Regions from separate parts of the Mus musculus genome. Here regions 1, 2, 3 and 5 are each linked to region 4. A link is a contact called in public HiChIP or PLAC-seq and promoter capture Hi-C data. All regions are on one chromosome and are shown on one strand. Each heading gives the region's core, a stretch centred on a gene start, on an enhancer-like site or on the middle of the called end of the contact. The rest is flanking DNA. Distances are from core to core; before and after follow the strand shown.

Evidence for each region. Promoter capture Hi-C pulls out the DNA fragments that hold promoters and counts their contacts. HiChIP or PLAC-seq counts read pairs in DNA pulled down with a chosen protein or histone mark.
Region 1: a promoter capture Hi-C map of pre-B cells shows a contact between it and region 4, with 2.0 times the contacts expected there. The contact joins the enhancer-like site here to the promoter of Cbr3 in region 4. A contact is called at or near these places in 6 of 39 promoter capture datasets (the 3T3-L1 cell line, cranial neural crest, hippocampal neurons and 3 more), 3 of 484 Hi-C or Micro-C datasets (all in embryonic stem cells) and 7 of 115 datasets of contacts at active chromatin or transcription factors (astrocytes, embryonic stem cells, extraembryonic endoderm stem cells and 2 more).
Region 2: a FOXA1 HiChIP or PLAC-seq map of pancreatic cancer cells shows a contact between it and region 4. The contact joins the enhancer-like site here to the promoter of Cbr3 in region 4. A contact is called at or near these places in 5 of 39 promoter capture datasets (cranial neural crest, hippocampal neurons, liver and 1 more), 3 of 484 Hi-C or Micro-C datasets (all in embryonic stem cells) and 7 of 115 datasets of contacts at active chromatin or transcription factors (astrocytes, embryonic stem cells, extraembryonic endoderm stem cells and 2 more).
Region 3: an H3K4me3 HiChIP or PLAC-seq map of pro-B cells shows a contact between it and region 4, with 6 times the contacts expected there. The contact joins the promoter of Ripply3 here to the promoter of Cbr3 in region 4. A contact is called at or near these places in 3 of 39 promoter capture datasets (the HPC-7 cell line, cranial neural crest and pre-B cells) and 6 of 115 datasets of contacts at active chromatin or transcription factors (DN3 thymocytes, embryonic stem cells, large pre-B cells and 3 more).
Region 5: a contact with region 4 is called in an HNF4G HiChIP or PLAC-seq map of pancreatic cancer cells. The contact joins the promoter of Runx1 here to the promoter of Cbr3 in region 4. A contact is called at or near these places in 1 of 39 promoter capture datasets (liver) and 2 of 115 datasets of contacts at active chromatin or transcription factors (memory CD8 T cells and pancreatic cancer cells).

The regions. Positions count from the first base shown.
Region 1 is chr16:92,708,869-92,711,568 of GRCm38.p6, forward strand. All of the region lies in intron 2 of Runx1 (runt related transcription factor 1), which reads right to left. Among named protein-coding and RNA genes, the nearest start is that of Gm30281, 52 kb to the right of the region's middle. Within about 2 kb of position 1,438, at least 26 of the 459 cell types and tissues checked have an H3K27ac peak or open chromatin away from gene starts, as enhancers often do. A contact at or near this core is called in pre-B cells, where this site is marked.
Region 2 is chr16:92,685,885-92,688,584 of GRCm38.p6, forward strand. All of the region lies in intron 4 of Runx1 (runt related transcription factor 1), which reads right to left. Among named protein-coding and RNA genes, the nearest start is that of Gm30281, 75 kb to the right of the region's middle. Within about 2 kb of position 1,252, at least 28 of the 459 cell types and tissues checked have an H3K27ac peak or open chromatin away from gene starts, as enhancers often do. A contact at or near this core is called in pancreatic cancer cells, where this site is marked.
Region 3 is chr16:94,327,111-94,329,970 of GRCm38.p6, forward strand. Ripply3 (ripply transcriptional repressor 3) reads left to right here and starts at 1,312. Exons shown (of 4, transcript NM_133229.2): 1 at 1,312-1,487; 2 at 2,236-2,311. The coding sequence starts at 1,387.
Region 4 is chr16:93,681,766-93,684,557 of GRCm38.p6, forward strand. It overlaps Cbr3 (carbonyl reductase 3), which reads left to right and starts at 1,454. Exons shown (of 3, transcript NM_173047.3): 1 at 1,454-1,848. The coding sequence starts at 1,560.
Region 5 is chr16:92,824,680-92,827,379 of GRCm38.p6, forward strand. It overlaps Runx1 (runt related transcription factor 1), which reads right to left and starts at 1,395. Exons shown (of 8, transcript NM_001111021.2): 1 at 1,255-1,395; 2 at 910-1,025. The coding sequence starts at 967.

The sequences.
Region 1 (2,700 bases), core at 188-2,687, 970 kb before region 4:
AATTATGAATGGTTGAGAGCTGCCATGAGTGTACTAGAAACCAAACCTGGCTCCTCTGCGAGAGCAGCCAGTGCTCTGACCACAGAGCTGTCTCTCCAGTGCCCATGGGCTGCACTGATAAACACCGGCTAGGACTGGATGTTCTGTTCCTCATAGGCCACAGGTTTTAAATTGCTGGTGCTCTCTCTCAAGTAGGAATTCCTACAGTGTGTTTATCTGGAAATACAGCATAAAGGGGTTTTTCAAACTGCCTCTTTGTTAGCCAAACCAGCCGCCATCCATCCCTCTGCAACTCAGTACAGTAGTTTGGTAATGTGTGGTGAAAGCCTGGTTGTAGGAGAGTTAGGGGGACAGCAAGATAGGAGCGGGAGGGGGAGGGGACGGAGGAGAGAGGGGAGGGGAGAGGGTGGGGGGGGGAGGGAAAGGGGTAGGAGGAAGGAGACGGAAAAGGGGAGGGAAAGGGAAAAAGGAAGGGGAAGGGTATGGAAGGGGGTGGGGAAGGGGGAAGGGGAAAAGGAAGGAGGAGGGGAAGGGGGAAGGGGAAAAGGAAGGAGGAAGGGGGATAGGGAGGGGGAGGGAGAAGGAGAGGGAAGTATCATGACAGGAGGATTTTAATTTAATTCTTATTTTATGTGTATGTGGGTACGTCTGTGTGGGGGCATGCACACACATCTGGAATGCAGCACCTCCAGATGTTAGAAGAGGTTACCAGGTCCCCTGGAACTGGAGTCACAGGTGGTGGTGAGCTGCCGGACATGGGTGCTGGGATGAGTGCGTTCAGTCCCTGGCAGGAGCAGCCAACAGCACTAATCACTGGGCCATCTCTCCCATCTGAAGTAGCCTCGAAAGCCATATCTATCATGTTTGCTTGTGGGACTAGAGACTTGCCATACTCCACAGACTTTAACTTCATGTCTATGAAACAAAAAACCGTAGCTGAAGAAGTCAGCCATGGTGGTAGTGAGAATTCTCACGTCTAATTCCTATGCGTTTCCACTTAAAATGCCATAAAATCACTGAAGTCTGTACAGACCCGGTTACATACTTTCATATCGGATCAGGAACGTATACTTAAGGTTCAGGAAATGGTCGCACTTCGGTGGATCACACATCCTGCCCCAAAGCTAGTGAACATTTCTGAGGTCAGTTCTTCTAAAACTCAACCCGTCCGTCTCTCTATCAAGCAATGGTTAAGTCAGAATTAAGCTTTAAAAATAAAATAAAATAAAATAAAATAAAATAAAATAAAATAAAATAAAATAAAATAAAGATTGTTTCAGGTTTGCCTAGAACCGTGCTGCCCTCTGAATCTCCCTTGTAAAACACAAAGCAGAATTTTATTTACTACCTTCCCCTGAGAGCACACAGCAGGAATTCTCTGGAGCTTAGCTTCTTGGAGGGGAAGGGAGTGAGTCAGGGAGAGAGGCATTTCTGAGAGCAGATATTATCTAGTGTTCAGCTTACAGTCACAGGCAGAGTGAAAGCCATCCTCAGAAGTGGGTTCAAAGTGATTAAAAATGGTCAAGACCAAAAATAACACTTGAAGAATTTTGCACTCTTTTTCTTTTTCTTTCAGGGTGGTAGGCTTTAAAGAAAAATAGCCACAGCCAAGCAACAGATGTTTGCCCACACATAACCACAAATGACCTCAAACTGAATTCAAGCTCACTTCTAGTGTGATCATTGGCCAAGCAGACACAGACATTTTACTGCTGGCCCATGGTTCCCACTTTCTCCTAATATTTCTCTAATCACTTTAACAATTTAAATGCCCATGAAGATGTCTGTTCTGAGGGTAACTTTTCACATGAAGATGTCTGCTCTGAGGCACAGGAAGATGTCTGCTCTGAGGGTAGCTTTTCACATGCACAGTCGGTTAACATGGCCCTTTCGAGTAAGTTGCAAGAGAGATTTGAAGCAAGAGTGTCGTAAAAATGTGGACTTTTAAGTTTTTAGTTGTAATCTTTTAGATCTACGTAGCTCTGTAATCAAGTCAAGCCCTTGATTTAAGAACATCCCATATGTCAGGGGAAAATATTGTGGATGACGTCAGCATGTTCTGGTTGTGTGCTGGGAAGGGTCTCATGACGTCAGCGTGTTCTGGTTGTGTGCTGGGAAGGGTCTCAGGCAGCTCACACAGGACAAGCACTTACTTTGCAGCTAGGGACAAATTTGGAGTCCTGATCTTCTTGCCTCTGGTTCCCAAGTCAGAAAATGTATAGTGTGTAAAAGGGTAACAGTCTTGTTTAGCCAAGCCCCTCTTTGAACAGAAGCCACCCAAGTCCCCTCAGAAGCCAAGAAAAGGACCTTTCTAGCACAGGCTGAGATATGGAAGAGAACTGGCTTCCCTATTAGCTGAATGACAGTTGACACAGACAGGAGGTGAGAGGGCAGGGGGATGGGGTGGGGGATAGAATAGAGGGTGGGGGAGGGGGTGGGAGGGGCGCATGGGGGGCAGATTCCTCCCCTCACTACCCCAGCCCACAGGAGGATTCTGCTTTCTTCCTTTTGCCTCAGGCATATCCAGGATGGCAATTTTCATCCCTTGGTTGAAGTGATACACCCCTTTCTTCCGTCTTGCCCAAACAGCAGAAAAGGAGTAGTCTCCAGGTTAAACCCAAACTTCCATAATTCATATTTTTTTCTGACCAGATGCCCACTGGTCTGGTTGACCACACCCTCCCTAAAGTTTGTCTGTAG
Region 2 (2,700 bases), core at 2-2,501, 1.0 Mb before region 4:
CCAAGATCCCGTCTGATTTTCACCCCACCCTAAACTCCCAACCGGGAGCAGCTATCTCTCCTTCCTTTGTAGAGCCCCACAGATAATCAACATGCAGATTGGGAATCAAAGGGAGAAACATTCCTATGAGGAGATACACCCGAGCTGATCTAAAGGAGAGCAGGCGGAAGCCATGGTCATGGAGGAAGCAGGCAGGAGCTTCCTCTGCCTTCACCAGGTTTTCACAGGGGCCAGCAGGCAGCCAGGGCTTAGAAGCCAGACAGGCAGGTTTTCCCAGTCACAGGCTGAACCTGAGGTTAGAGCTGAGCATCAGCCAGCTCCCAGACAGATCCATTTCTTGGAACAGAGAAAAATCCTTCCTTGGTTAACTGGCAGTTTCTGTGAGGGTCACAATCCTCAAAATCTGGCATCTGGTAACAAGAAAGGAGGGTGTCCATTCATGTCATCTCTACCCTTTATCCCACACGGAGTACCCAGGCCCCTCCGAGAAGCCATCACTGACAGAATCCCAAACTGACCTTACGGAATGTGGATGTGTTGGAAGGCCAGGACCTTCTGGGCCAGTGTGTGGCCTCTGAGGGCATATTTTTAGGCACATTTAAAAAAATGAAAAATGAAATAGTCGGGTCTTAAGATCGTTCCATAAAGCATAATGCAACTTTTAAAGGATAAGGTTCAACCAGGGAGATTAGGGCTAATTGTGAGAATTAGTGAGAGTCATTTCTTCAGTTTCTAATGGGAAGCAAATCGCAAGAGAGAAGGAGAGAAAGAGAGTGAGAGAGGGTGGGGTGGGCTGGGCTGGGGAATATCCAGCAGGCTTTGATGGCATGAAAAATCAAAATAAAATCATATTTTGTGACTACAAAGTGAAATTATGAGATAAAACCATGTTTATTACACCGACAGCTCACTTGTCTTGGTATTGACATGAAAAATTTAAACCATAAAAACTCAAGACCAACATTATATATAGAAACCATAACTGGGTCAAGTGGTCAATTAGTCCTCCTGAGTTTTAATTACTCGTTACCCCTCATGAAGAGGAGAGCCTGCTCAAGTCAAATATAATCCAATTTTTTGCATCTGATTAATTTTTTTCATTCCAGGGTATGGGAAACCAGCCTCGCCTTGGGTGCTGCTGTTTTCCTGGGGGGGGGGGGCGGTTATGCAAACTCAAGTGCACACTGGCACGAATCAGACAGCAGAGTGCAAACACTCCACGCCTTGGGGAAACAGTCCATTGTTCCTCAGGTAAACACCAGCACCTCTTAGTCACCCACTCAAAACAGAAATGGCCAAAGAGGGATAGGCGACCAGCACATAGCACCACCAAGGTAGGCAGGCACGCTGCTTTCAGAACCCCACTCTTGATCATCATCAACTGGCTGCCACGGTCGTCACAAAGCCACCATGCAACTCCCTACGGGAAAATGTCACTGGAATAGTCCATTAAATAGTCTTCGAAACTTCCATAGCCAAACATGACAAAAAGACCCACTTAGACGCCTAGGAGTATGGGGACATGTTCTCTGGCAACCCAGCTAGATCCTACGAACTAAGCTTATTGCTAGGCAGGTGGGCGTGGGCCTGGCTGTTGGGGTCTTCCTTTCTTCTTGGCTTCCCACCCGCTCGGCCAGCGACTCATCTGAAACCTCCCTGATATTTTCTAAACACATGCCTCTGAACCGTAATGCGAATTCCATTTGCTGAAAGGCAGACTTTCAATATTCCAAGTGGATCCACTTAAGGGCGCAGGCTCTCCCAGGCCTTCGATAAGTGGGTAGACTCTTCTTTCAATCACCCTATTATTAGCACAGTAGCGCGAACACATATTTTCAATAACATTATATGTTCTCTACATTTTTTTCTCCAGCTGTGACATCATTCTGAAAATGCCCTGGGCATCTGGGGGCAGGGGTAGGGGAGCAAACACAGAAGTCCAGGCTCACACTCTCAACTCTCTCCTCTTTCCCACTATGAACACGGAATTTCCACTGTTCTGAACGCCTTCAGAATCAGTAGTAACAATCCCTTTGCTTGACATTTCTTGTCTGTTGCCAGTCTACCTGCTTTGTTTTGCTTGCTTGGTGCTGGGGATCAAACTAAAGGCCTTTCACACGGAAGGCTCTACCACTGAGCGATGGACACGACTAGCCCCTCCCTGTGTCTTCCCCTCTCTGAGAACTGATCGTATGACTTAGATATATGTCATTCCGCTTTGATTAAGCTAGAGATATCATTTACGGCTAAGATCGTTCAATTCTACATTACAAAGGTGAGGGTTTAAGCGAAGACCTTGCTCCTAGACTCTCACACGGCCTGCTGATGTTTGTAAAATGTGCCGTAGCTCCTTGAAATGAAGAGAGAACACATACCTCGGAAGATAACTGGAAAGCAGACAAGCCTACAGTGAGAGCAGGTCCTCTTTCTACTCCAATAGTTTAATAACTGGTTAAAGGTGAGGCATAATAACTGCATGTCCAGCTGGGCTAAGGAAATAATTTGGTCTCTCACATGAGCAGTATCTAAATGTTAAGTGAGCCTGGCTTCTCCCACCAAACCATACACAAAGAATGCATAGTGAAGGTCACACTGCTCTCAGATGTACCAGTAAGAGTCCATTTTTTTTAATCCTAGGAATATAAGCTTACTTAAAACTATATCAATAAGGGTTCCCCCAAAATTATTGATGTGACCAAC
Region 3 (2,860 bases), core at 62-2,561, 650 kb after region 4:
AATGATCTAAAAATAACCTTTTATCTAATTTTCCATAGTGTTCAGGACTCCGTAGAGTTCCTGGATTTCAGACACAGGACTAGGAGAGAAAAGAGACCTGCACAAATTTATTTATTTATTTATTTAAGTTTCTGAGACAGGGTTTCTCTGTGCATCCTTAGACTGTCCTGGAACTCACTCTGTAGACCAGGCTGGCCTTGAACTCACAGAGATCCCCTTGCCTCTGCCTCCTGAGTGATGGCTCAACATGAGTGTGTTTTTATCAGCTATATAACATACCCCCATCCTTTACATACTATTGGGAACACTTGGCTGTCACTAGATACCTTTTCATTCTTTGGGCTCACAGATACACGTTATCAAAGTTCTTTAAAAGGCACCCACATCTAGGTGTTTTTTTATTAAAACAACAAGAAACCACTGACACCTTAACTGTGTTCGTGAGTTCACATTGTTTGCTCACTCCCAGCTTCCTGCTTTATATTCAGGGCTTTTAATACTGTAAATAAAATTTGTAAATACTCCCTCTTTCCTATTTGCCCTTAATTGGTGTTAAATATTCCCCAGATCTTAAATAAACCATTCGAAAACATTTTATTCCCCACCCCTCTCGGTTTTTAAAACCCGAGTCACTTAATTTAAATGACACAGACCAAGCTACAGTGTTCACATGCAGTCACCTGGCACTGGAGAACAGGTTATTGGGCAAAGGGGTACCCGGGGTCCTGACTGGTGACCCCTAACAGGAAGCACCCCTCCCCCATCTTAAGGCTTTCGTCGGTGCGGAGGTTGCGCCTAAACCCTCGCCTGGCTTCGTAAACCCAGCTGTCACCCACTCGTGGAGCTGTCCTGACCCTCGGTGTAGCGAGGACTCTGTGCCCCACACTCACCACCTCTCACAGTGCTGAAAGGGAAACTCTGGGAGAACTGGGGTGCGGGGTGGGGCTTCATGCTTTTAGGGATCAGAGCCCCGAGGGCAGCGGCCCCAGGAGTTGCTCAGCAGTGGGGAAAATTGTTCCCCGGGACGCGCAGCCGCCACCCGTCATCTCGGAGGCCCTGTAGGCCGTCTGTCCCGCCCTGCGCTTCCCGCTCCGCCAGTGACCCTCCTGGTTTTCTTTTGTCCTTTCTCCACTCTGGACACACACCCCTCCCCGCCGTCCCGACCCTGCTCTCTTCCTTGAGCCTTTCTGGTCTCCACCCTCTGCTTCCTCCGTCCCTTCCCGAGGTCCCTTGCCCTCCCCCTCCCCACGGGGCGCAGTTTCCCCGAGTCCCCTCCCCGCCCCGCCCCAGTTTTTAAACCTGGCGCCGAGTGAGCGGGTAGGTGAGCGCGTTCAGCCAGGGGGACCAGGCGCCGTCGGGCTGAGAGATTCGCGCGACACCCGCACCATGAGACCGGAGGCGGCCGGAGTCCGGGAGGCGCGGGGACGCCTCTGCCACTGTCCGGGGGATGATCCCGGGAGGCTACCGCTGCCACGCGGGCCCGAAAGGTGAGGGTGTCCTGTGGCCCCGGTGGAGGTGCACCCAGACACTGAGCTCCTTAACCTGAGATCGACTACTGCAAACTCCTGTCTGAAGTGCAGGGACCCCGCGGATATCTGGCAAGGAAATGGGCAACACTTGCGTGTATTGAGGATCTGAAATTGATCCAGCTGGAAAATACTGAAGGCTGGGGGCCCCATAAGAAATTTATAAAAGGATCCTGCGGTCTATCACAAAGTGACAGTCTCCTGCCCTACGCTGGGGATCGGTGTTTGCCCATCCAGGGACATCGCTATCTTTAAAGCTGTGAAGTTTAAGGAAATCAGATTAGCTGGGTAGGTAGGAAGCGGAGCAGTTTGGCGATGCAGAAACGCCTTTGGCATAGTAGTCTAAGGAGTCTCCAGCAGCAGAGGTGGTGTACTTGAAACCAACCATCTGTATTAGAAAAATTTGAGGTATCAATGAGAGATTTGCTAGGAGAAAAAATAATCTCCACTCACACGCGCCCTAATAATAGGTTAGATTTGGGGCTTCCCATCTCAGAGTGTACTAGGAAGCAGAGCCCGGAGAATTCTTCAGGAGGCAGGAACAGGTAAAGTACTGACTGGCCCATCGGCAGACAGACCTTAAGGGATCATGGTGTGTGCAGGGACTCTTTGTCAAACAGACACTATGGTATCAACCTCATAGTAACCTTTGGGGGGGCGGGGCGGCAGAAACGCCAGGAGTTCAGTCTCTCCTGGTGCTTGTTTCCAGTTCCATTCCAGCCCCGTGGAGACCGTGGATGTCGCCTCCCCCCGGAGATGCTGAACTGACCAGAACTGAACGTCCGGTAAGCTAAATGTGACTGTTGTAGGCAATAGTCAATCCAGAAAGCGGCACCACGTCTATAATAACTTTGAAAACAAAACCAAAACCCGGGGGAAGGACTCCTCTCTCGTGCTTAGCTTGGCCTAACCCACAAGTAAGTTCCTGAAGGTCTGGTGGGTAGAGCCCAGAGTGAACGGAGGTGCTAATGGGCCCACTGGGCTCGCGATTGCTCCTCCGTCCTTGAAAAGCAAACAGCTGAGGACATGGGCTTTGCATGGTAATTACATGCAGCGGTGGGAGAGGAGGGTTCTTCTATAAACCAGAGCATGGGGGAGGGAGGGGCAAAGCCCAGCCCCCTTAGAGAAAAGCTGATTATGTACCACACTGCAAAGCAGGCAGACCTCCATCCACCTCAGGTGCCCAGACAGTGCAGTTAAAAGCTCCCACCCTTGTCTGGCCCTGTCTGCAAGAACTCTTGCAGGATCTTCTGTTCTCTGTGCAAATACACTCAAGCACCGGGCTTTGTCAGCAAAGATTAATTGCCACAGCTATCCCTTTATCTTTGCCTTGC
Region 4 (2,792 bases), core at 204-2,703:
ACTGGTCTTTAGGAGAGAAAGCAGAAAAAGTTGTCCCGGACTCTGTAAATGTTACTCCCATTGCTGCCTTGATCACATAACCAAAGAAAAAGCGATTTAAGAGCGGGTTTATCCTGGCTCACAGTTCGAGAGTCCAACACTGTGGGGTCCTAACCACATGAGCATAAGACAGATGGTCAAACTGTGTGTGGGGGTTGGGAGGAAGGGGGCGGGGTTCCCGTGTATGCAGAGGTCAGAGGTTGACAAATGTCTTCTGCTATTCATCTCTTCCTGATTCTTTGAGGCAGGGTCTCTCACTTGAACCAGACCTTGCAGACTTGGCTAATCAGCTCGCCTCCGGAAATCCTGCTTCTGGGGTCACACAGCAGCCACACTGCCCCACGTTGTGTGGAGCGGGGATTTGAACTCTAGTCCTCATAACCTTCACCCACGGAGCCAGCTCCACAGCCTTGGCCCAGCTCACTTTCTCCGTTTCATTCAGTCCAGCATCCCAGTCCCTGGAACGGTACTGAGCTTAGGGTGGGCCTCCTACCCCAGTCAGCCTAACTGAGAAACTCCCTCAGAGACAGGCTGAGAGAGAGGTCTGTCTCCTAGATCCTCTCAAGTTAACATCACAGGCAGGCTAGGCCCCCACAGAGCTCACCTTCCTCACCTCATTTGAAACAGAAGGTGGAGTCCGTAATAAGAGGCTAAGGCAGTTTGGCCGGATCAGCTCGGGAAACGCTGAATCACTGTGAGTGAGGACTTAATTGTCCTTCAACCTCACAATCCCTAGCCAAGTAGGATCAGCACAGACTCGATTCCACCCAAGAAGGGAGGAGGTCTGATTGCGTGCCCACACTTAGACACGCCTGGAATTTTGTTCGTAGGTTCAGCATCTCCTTGGGAGATGACTCGCATAGACTGAGACCAATGCAGATCTATCTGCATACCCAGTACACTTGGAATAAACCAAAGACCGGCACTGAGGACTCCCGTACTACTCAAAACAGTTCGATAAACATGAGCCTTCTCTCCCACGTGGGGGCGCACCGAGACCTCCAGCCGCGAGGGCTCGCCCACACCTGTTCAGTCTACTCCCAGGCACTGTTCCCTGAAGTCCCTGAGCAAACCGCGGGGTGTGTTAAGTAATCTCAGAGCGAGTTCCGCAGAAGCAAACATTTGCATTCTGCAGAGAACGACGGGTTCTCGCCCAAGAAAATTACGGAGCATTTGTTTTCCTCCTTTTGAAGTTTCCCCAAAATAGTTGTTTCAATCCGACTGCCACGAGTCCTGCTGACCCCTTCCTTTGGGAGCAGCGCTTGTCCCTGACCACTGCTTAGCTCGGAACCAGGATCTCTACACTGGCCGGCGGGCGGGCGGGCAGGCGAGCGGGAGGAGGCGGACCCTTCGGGAACAGACGGCTCCTCCTCAGAGGGGAGGGACAGGCTTCTCAAGGCCTTGCTCTCTAGCAGTCGCAGCGCCGGGTCCCAGAATCTAGTCCTACGCCACGGTTTTGACCACGCGTGACCCGCTGCCCAGCCGGCCCGGCCATCAGGTGGTCCGTGTGTCCCTCTGACATGTCGTCCTGCAGCCGCGTGGCCCTGGTAACTGGGGCTAACAAAGGCATCGGCTTTGCGATCACGCGTGACCTGTGTCGGAAATTCTCCGGGGACGTGGTGCTCACGGCGCGGGACGAGGCGCGGGGCCGCGCGGCGGTGCAGCAGCTGCAGGCGGAGGGCCTGAGCCCACGCTTCCACCAGCTGGACATCGACGACCCGCAGAGCATCCGTGCGCTGCGCGACTTTCTGCGCAAGGAGTACGGGGGACTTAACGTGCTGGTCAACAACGCGGGCATCGCCTTTAGAAGTAGGTGTGGGGCTCCAGGAGGAGGTGTCCCGGGGTTTTCCGAGGGTGCTGGGCAGTGAGCCTCTGGGATCCGGAGGCTGCGCCATCCCGCCTGGGTGCACCCGGCTCGCGCTCTGCGTGGCGAGTTCCCCCGTGCGGTGACTCGGGTGCGGGCCCGCCCAGGCACCCCACTCCATGCCCGACCCGGCCGGCGGCCTGTGCGGGCCTGTGCTCCGCCGGAGGCCCTCCTTGGAACTTTCAGCTGCGCCTGTTTGGAAGAAAACCGGTCTCTTGGGAGGGGACCACGCCTTGTCAAGCTCATCAGCTTTCTGTCCCACGCACGAAGGCTTTTCTCAGAGAAGGGTCTTCCAAAAAAATAGGGTTGGAGCTTTCGCTTCGCGTGAAACAAGGGCGAATTCATAGATGCCAGTAGATATCTGCTGAGGACAGGAAATGGGTCGCCCGGACACAATTAGCGCCCTGGCACGATAGTGGGTTTCCTACCCGCTTTAATGGAGCGTTTTGAGAGGCTCTGGCAAAAAGGAAGCGAGCTCTGCTTCCCTCCTCCTCGGGGAACTAGGTTTGTTATTAAACTTGCAAGTGCGGTTTGGAAATCATCTTCCTTTAGGGGAAAAAAAACCCAAAAAAACAAAACAAGATCGCTTACTCTAACAAATGTCCAATTAGCAAAATTATCCAGTTGCCATGTGCTGGAACTGAAACAAACATTCCAGCTTCACTGAAAATGCTGAGAGAGCCGGAGACTAACGAGGGAGGGAGACTATTGTGCAGCCGAAAACTCTCCAGTTGGCCCTGGACACCCATAGGCGCCTTGCGTGAGAGCCAAGACACCCTTGTACCCGCACTTCCAAACTCTGGCATGTGGGCTTTGGGGAAGGGGAGGGGCGAGCTCACCACCTCAGCCACTCTCAGCGTTGTCGGATGGAAGGTTTGGTGAATTATGG
Region 5 (2,700 bases), core at 145-2,644, 860 kb before region 4:
GCTCTTTATGCCACTGTTTTTCTTTACTTAAGCTCAGTCCTCATCCTGAAAGACCCACCAAGCCCACATGGGCACTATGGCTGAACTCCAGCATTGTAAGTTCCATAAGGCCGCTGTAAAAAATGCAGGAAGGTTCAGGGACCTACGTGGTGCCAACCCATAAGTCTGTAATCTAGTAATTTCTGCTGTGACAGTGCGTGGACTTAGGAAATGGCTTCATAGTTCTTTCTGAGAGAGACTGTGTACCACAACTTGCTGGCTTTCTGTCTTGAGCAATGCCGGCTGCCTCTTTCAATTGAGGCTGAAAGAAAAACCACAGCACAACACAGCATCTTCTGATGGCTTTTCCCAGAACGAGTCTGCCCAAATCCTGCCCTCTGTGGACTTGCCACTTTGGCCCTGAAATCTCCGCACTGATCCAAGGTATACCTGTGAGCTGCCTCTCGGAGACCACTCTGCTGGCACCGGCTCTTCCGGCCAGCTAAGTACTGAGCCTGCTAAACCCAGGGGCAAGCCAAACTCAGAACCAGGGCCAGACAGCTTGCTGCCATCAGAGTAAGTGCAAGCGAATCATTCAGAGCAAGGCACAGCCAGATAAAACCCAAAGAGTGTCCTCCGCGCCAGCCTTCTAATCTCTGGGACTTTAACTGAGAGCGGCTCAGAGCACTTGACACAACTTTCACCCAGCGACCAAATATTTCAACAGCCTAAGCATTTATTAAAACATCCCCGCAGCACGGCGTCTGACAAATAATAATCTCGTGGTCTCAGAGTCAACAGCCTCTGTTTGAATTCCTCCCCCCACAAGCAGGCAGGGACTTCAGGCAGGCACCGGAGGGTCCACGGGCTGCCATCTTAGTCTGCGCAAAGCTGAGCAAAATCAGATATAAAAAAGACCAGCGTACTCACCTCTCATGAAGCACTGTGGATATGAAGGAAATGACTCAAAAATGCTGTCTGAAGCCATCGTTTCCTTTCGAAAACGCACCTCTCCTGAAGGCGGGGGATTCTATAATTTCTTTCACCTTCAGAGCAAAAACCAAGAAATGTCACTTACTCTGACCTCACCTCCCACCATGGCTCCCCACGTCTCTTTCTACCCCCAACCCTAACACTTCTGGTACTCCATGGGTCCTATGGGGTGGGGGTGGGGGAAAGAATTATTGCAGAAACAAATATTCAAATTGTTAAAGATTAAAAAAAGGAAAAAAAAAAGACGAAAGCACCGCCTATGCTGTGGGTTGAACTGCTCACCGCTCTGCGAAAGCCTGTGGTTTGCATTCAGTGTGATTCGTCCTGCCTGCTGACCACTGTGCTGGGCTTACACTTCTGACACTGCCAGGCTACCCAACTTGTGGTTCTGTGGTTGTTTATGAGGTCCAAAGAAGTTTTCACACAACCCAAATTACAAATTTAACTGTTCCCCTTTCCACAGCCCACCGCCATTGGCTCTTGCCAATCACGTGACTTAAGTGATGTCAATTTTTTTTTTTTAAACTTTCTGAGCTATGCCCTTCCTGCCCTCCACCTGCCCTCCCCCAGGCTGTGTAAGGAAACAGTTGAGCAGAGCTTAGCAGAGAGGGGCTGTAAGAGAAAAAAAAGCACAACAAACAAGCAAACAGAAATCCCCTGCCTCAGTCTTTTCTTGCTCTCTCTGTCCTGTGCGGATTTGGTGGCTTTCAGATCCTGTTGTTATTTGTGGTTTGAGGAACAACTGATTATTTAGATAAAGATTGCCTTGCTGTTTATTCAACAGCAATTCAACGTTGGCACCAACTTGCTGCTGAGCCCGGATGCGGCTCTCATCACTTAAATGCTGGGCACCAGCTCGGGAGAGCTGGGTTCTTGGTGAAAGCAAGTGAGACAGAAAAGTTAGAAAAGAAGACCAAGAGCCCTTTTCCGTGAGTGGCTGATCCTGGGAGGGCTAGGCTGGCAACCTACTGACATCTCAAAGCTTGGGAACAGTATGACACGTTTTAATTGTGGGATGAAAAGACCACTTTGATCAAAACCCAAATGATGTTGTCCTTGGCTTTCCCCTTGGCGGATAGGCTTAGCATGGACATCTCTTGGTAAGTAGAGGAAACAGTGGCGTTCTCTTCACACTGGCACCAGTTCCCACGCTCGCTTGCATTAGGAAGTTTTGTGGAGAGCAAAGGAGGAGAATTTCCTCACTCAGCAGAGCTGTGGCCTGTGGGCAGCTATCTGTTCATTGTTTGTACCAATAAAGCCTACTGGTAGCCTTTCCGAGCTCCACTCAAAGAAATGGGCCAAGTCACCCTGCTAGGGATAATTACTCTTTGAATCCATGAAGAGTAACTTGTGACTACCCAAGATCCTGCCTCCTCCTGGCCAGCCCCCGGAGGGGGATATTACACAGCCCTTCAGCCTCCAGAAGTCACATGGTCAGGGGACAGACAATAAAGACAAGATGATTCTGTGGGTGTGAGCTCTTCTGTTCACCTCCACCTATTGACCTCTTCGTTCTATCTGTTTTACTTGCTGAGAAGTGAAGCCTTAGTCTTCCTGGGATCCCCAGGCAGGGCCTGGCCTTCCTTTCCTTACTTGGGTCTTCCTTTTCCTCTGTTCAGTTTCCCTCCATTTCGAGGTGATGCCCGATGAGAGGCTGGGCCTTGAGCAGCGTAGCTCCAAGTGCCAGCCCTGGGTCCCAAATTCCAGGCATGCAAGGTACTTCTCTAA